Regions from separate parts of the Ovis aries genome. Here region 2 is linked to region 1. A link is a contact called in public Hi-C data. All regions are on one chromosome and are shown on one strand. The core of a region is the stretch at or near the end of the contact, and the rest is flanking DNA. Distances in the headings are between cores, read along the strand shown.

Region 1 (2,577 bases), core at 55-2,554:
GGGCAGCGCAGCTCGCGACGCGAGCTCACGATGCTCTCCAGGCAGCGGCGGCAGAAGGTGTGCTGGCAGGGCAGCACCTTGGCCGTCGTGTCCAGGCGTTCCAGGCACACGGAGCACTCCAGCAGGTCCAGCAGCGACGACTCGTCCATGTCCCCGCCCAGCCTGTCGCCGTCGTCTTCTCTCTGCGCCGCGGCGGCCGCCCGGGATGCGCACAGCCTGGGCGCTCCGAGCAGCATGGGGGCGGCGCCGGCGGCGACCGCGCGCACCTTTAGGTCCCGGGGCCGTTGCGGGCGCCGCCGCGGGCAGTGGGAGCCAGGGTCGCGCCTGGACGGCCGCTTGGGGACCGGGCTACACCGCGACTTCCTTCCCTGAGGCTGGCAGCGCCAAGGGGTGCCAATTGGCCTGCGCGGCAGGGACCGGAGCTCCGAGTCCCGCAAGCCCCCTCCGGACCGCCGAGCCCACCCAGTGCTTCGGAGCGCAGCGCCCGCAGATGCAGGCTACACCTGTCCCTCCTTTGCGAGTCCGGCCGGCACGGGTTCCAGCGGCGCCGCCGGGCGGGCAAGACACCCGGCGGCTCTGAGCTCTCAGCCGCCAGTCCGATCCCGGGGGAGGCGGGGGCGCGGCGTGCGCGCTCCCCCGCACTGCCTCGGTGCGCCCTGGGCCTCCCCGCGAGCCGCTGCCCAGCGGGTGCAGCCAGACCCCTCCTCGTCCTCGGCCGCGAGCACGTGCGCGGGGAGCGCGCGGAGGTCACGGTCACTGCGGGGCGCCGGGAAGGGGCAGCCGCGCCCTGGACCTGACCCGCCTGGGCGCAGGCCGGACACCAGTCCTGTTCTTAAGGCGCCTTCAGCGTCCCCAGGAACTCCAGGGCGCTCCCCAGCGCAGGCCCGGGCCTGTCCCCTCTGGCGACAGAGCCTCCTGCGCTCTCCGTGAGCCTCTGAGCGGGATGTTTCCGCCTGACGCTGCAGCGAAGGAAAGTTTGGGCGGCGCTATCCCGACCGCCTCCTTGGGCAGCGCCTGCCAGCAGCCTGGGGACGCAGCCAGCACCCGGGCATCCTCCTCGACGACGGCCGGTCCCCTGCCTGGCGGCGCGCGGAAGTGACAGCCCCAGAGTCGGGTGGGCGCGCGGGGCGCCGGGCGAGGCGGAGGGGGGAGGGCGCTGGAGTCCTCCCGGCGACGCGGGTCCGAGCCTGCGCCGCTGCCTGCCGGACCCCAGCCTCTCACGGGCCGCCCTGGGGACGCGCTCGATCCCTCCTCCGGAGGCGCAGACGAGGGGAGCAGCGGTCTCCTTCCCGGCGCCCGCCTTCGGGCGCGTCAGAGCGACGCAAGAGCGCACGGAGGCCCGGGGGCCGCGGGGCCGCGGCCGGTGGCGCAGATTCCCTGCCGAGCGCTGCCCCCTCGTGGCCGCTCTGGGCCCCGCCGAGGCCGACACTGCCTGGTCCAGGACTGGGCTACCGAAGAAAGGCGCGAGAGCCTGACGGCTGGTCAGGCTGTCTTGAGGTTTGTGAAGCTGTGTGTGTCTTTTTTGACGTTTCAGGGAGAAAATAATATCTGTTGAGGCGTCAATGCCAAAAACGTTCATCTTTTTATTTAATCCTCTAAACGGCCCTATGAGATAACTTTAACCTCATTTTTGCATGCAAGGAAAATGAAGCTTATGCTTATGAAATCATTGCAGCTGGATTTTTAAAATCTTTGTGTCTCCAGAACTGAAGGCATAGAAAAGATCTCAGTCCACTGTGATACAAGTTCCTGACAAGCCACATAGTTTTACACTGGAATATCCCCAGTGCCTAGGGAAACACCAGGCACATACTAGGTGCTCAGTAAACATTTGTGAAATTAATGGAAAAATGGTCTCCAAGTCATTGCCTAGTGGTGATTTGAATGCACATCTTGGTTCAGGGTATCCAGCCAGAATCGTATGCGTATTCGTGCATGCTAAGTCGCTTCAGTCACCTCTAACGCTGTGTGACCCCATGGACTGTATGTAGCCCACCAGGCCCCTCTGTCCATGGGATTCTCCAGGCAAGAATACTGGTTGCCATTCCCTTCTGGAGATCCTCTTGACACAAGGATCGGATCAGCATCTCTTATGTATCCTACAGTGTGAAGTAGGCTCTTTACCACTAGCATCAACTGGGCAGCCAATCCTGAGTCATATGCTCAGTCTATTATCCATGTACCTGAGCATGCATTCATCATGTAGGGTACAGCCCTGGCCCCAGAGAGTCAGCGAGAGAAAGTTCACAGCACATCCTCAGAACTTGCTGTCTGCACTGAAATGTCGCCATGAAGGGCGGCCTGGAGGGCTTCAAGGAGGAGGCCTTCAGCCTCATGAAGGAGGTGAAAGGACCCCCGAGCAGGGCATCTGCAAGGTCAAAGGTACAATGTGAGGAGCCGAGAAGACACCTGATTGGCAGGAGAACAGGGAACAATGGGTGTGCTAGTAGAGCTCAGGCTGATGGTGGAGCAGGAGGAAGTCAGGCTTGGTGACCAGCCAGCCTGAGGATGCATGGGTCTTGGGAAGGCTTGGGTGGGCAGCCCTGAATGTGGTCTCTTGGGACAAGGAGGAATCTG
Region 2 (2,577 bases), core at 56-2,555, 300 kb before region 1:
CCCTATAAGTTTGCTGTTCTGAATGCTCATAGAGAGGCAGCCATAATCTGCCATTGTGCTGGCTTCTTGCTGTGGCCACTCTCCCTGGGTGGTGAGAGGCAGAAACTGAGCACTGATCAGGAACTCTCCAGGATGCTTGAGGCTATGATGGATTTCAAAGTAGGCAAGGGCTCCTGGGATGCCAGGAGTCTGCAGTGAGGATTTACTTGCTGGCATGGAGCACGGGAGTGGAGATGAGCCTCAGATCCCCTCCAGCTTGGTCTTTGAGTTGGAAGTGTTTTAAGAGAGGAACAAAGGGTCTGAGATTAATCATAATCCTGTGACATTTCTTCACCATGGCTTCAGGAGTCAGGATGCCTCTGGCAGTTCATGGCTCAGGGGTCTGTGAGCTCACCTTGCACTGGAGAAATGACCTGCATGTGTGACCTTAACACTGGTAGTGATTTTCATTAGTATGACTGTTATGTACAGTTTTATCAATAACAGCAATCTTAGTCACCTAACCCTGGTTGATTAGTGTTCAGTGAGCACAGGATGGAGGTCAGAGGGGACAAGAAAGGGAATAAAGTTATAGACGGAGAGGTTAATCATAGATGTAGTGAGGAAGCTCGGTTTTAGGGGGACTCAGTTTCAAAAGCAAGGCTGCATTCCCCAGGGCCCTCACAAAGGATCAGTTTCAATGTACAGGCTTTCCAGCTGGCTGCTGTGGTCCCCACCTCCATCCTCCTCCCACCCCTCAGTGGCAGGGAAAGGGACAGGAGGAGCCTGAGCCTGGACCTGAGATCAAGATTGTTGAAAAAGCTCCAGGTCCCACTTCTGGGGCTGGCAGCCCTTGCAGAGTGCTGCACAAGGCCCACTCCAGACCCGAACTGGCTGCTGCTTGAGGCCCTTGCCAAGTGTGAAGTCAACAGAGCCCTCCTGCTTTGGCCCAGCTCTGAGCAGACCTGGAAACCGGCCCCGGAAGGAGCACCTCAGCTGAGCTCTCTGCCCTCAGTAGATCACAGGACACACCCCGGAGTGGCTCTCCCCAGGCCCCCAGGTTTAGGCAGAAACCACCATCGTTAGGTATTATACAAGGGAAGTTTCTCCCAGTCATCGACTGTGGCTGGTAAGTAGGTCTGTTTTTCTTCCAGCACATTTGCTGAGCTGCTGGCAGAGCTGCTGTAAACACTGCAGTTCTGCTGGGACAGACCTCAGGCCTCAGCCGGTTGTTGTTTATAAAGAACCTGCCTCAGAGCAGGGACAGGGCTGACTGCTCAGAACGTGGTGAAACCTGAAGAACCAGACACGGCCTGTCCTGGGGAGGAACCCGCTCCACCCAGGCAGTGCAGTTAGGTAGAAATGGAAGCCAAGGCTGGGCTGGGGAGGAACTGTCACGAAGGCACTGTTCAGAGCCTGAGGTCACTGCGTGTGCAGGAAGAAGGAAGCTGTGTGAAAGGAGGAGAGCCAGCTGGGGCTTGCAAAGTCCTCCCAACCAGGGGGTGTCCCAGGGTGTGGTCACCGTGTGCTCTACTGATGGGAAGCAGCAGACCGACAGGAGGGGGCTGGGCCTTGGAGGGGCTCAATTTCCCACTCACTGTAGGACCCTGAGCTGCCACCAGCCTCAGCTGGCTGAGGTTCTGTCACCTGTGCCAGAAACTCCTCGGTCCAGAAGACTTCCATCATAAGCACATTCCTCATTAGAGTAACTACTGGAGGTTGGGGACCAGATGGCCTTTATCTCTGCGCCCCAGTATGTACCTGCCACAGACCAGGAAATTTTATAAATTCTGGTTACAATGAATGAAATGATAGATAAGGGAGAGAGGGTGCTGATACTAATTTTGGGAGTTTGGCTATCGCTTTTTTCCTGGAAAAACATTTTTCTGTTGTTCAGAGATACTTGGCTATAGAAGAACTCTTACAAAAGAGCAGTTTTATAAGAGAAGTGTAGACTGTCCAGCCCATATGGATCAAATTTCCCTGTAAGTCCAAGAACGTTCTTTTACAAACATAGCAGAGATGAGCAGAGGGGGTGGGGGGGGTGGGGGGGGGTGGGGGTGGGGGGTTGGAGAGGGCTTTCAGAAGGGAGAAATATTAGAGCTTACCCAACCCAGTACAGGAAAGGGAAAAGGTGATGGTGTGCAGTCCAGAGTGGCTGGATTCTGTTCCTGTATGGAAAAGTGGGTACTGAAACACACTGCTGCTGCTGCTGCGTCACATCAGTTGTGTCCGACTCTGTTCGACCCCATAGACAGCAGCCCACCAGGCTCTGCTGTCCCTGGGATTCTCCAGGCAAGAACACTGGGAGTGGGTTACCATTTCCTTCTCCAATGCATGAAAGTGAAAAGTAAAAGTGAAGTCACTCAGTCGTATCTGACTTTTTGCGACCCCATGGACTGCAGCCTACCAGGCTCCTCCGTCCATGGGATTTTCCAGGCAAGAGTACTGGAGTGGGTTGCTATTGCCTTCTCCAACTGAAACACACTACAGCTAGTTAAAACTCTCTCCACGTGTGATTTTCTGCTGATTTTGCCCCTCCCCCGTGCCTGCTGACCCCAGCGCTACCACTGCAAGATGAACAGCCTCAGTTCAAGT

Evidence for each region. Hi-C and Micro-C count contacts between places; a contact is called where the count stands out from the background.
Region 2: a contact with region 1 is called in a Hi-C map of liver, with 10 times the contacts expected there. The contact joins the enhancer-like site here to the promoter of SH3RF3 in region 1. A contact is called at or near these places in 4 of 16 Hi-C or Micro-C datasets (hypothalamus, liver, muscle and 1 more).

The regions. Positions count from the first base shown.
Region 1 is chr3:62,245,426-62,248,002 of ARS-UI_Ramb_v3.0, reverse strand. SH3RF3 (SH3 domain containing ring finger 3) reads right to left here and starts at 1,304. Exons shown (of 10, transcript XM_027966794.2): 1 at 1-1,304. The coding sequence starts at 236.
Region 2 is chr3:62,541,924-62,544,500 of ARS-UI_Ramb_v3.0, reverse strand. No RefSeq gene overlaps it. Among named protein-coding and RNA genes, the nearest start is that of SOWAHC, 67 kb to the right of the region's middle. Within about 2 kb of position 1,305, at least 30 of the 54 cell types and tissues checked have an H3K27ac peak or open chromatin away from gene starts, as enhancers often do. A contact at or near this core is called in hypothalamus and liver, where this site is marked.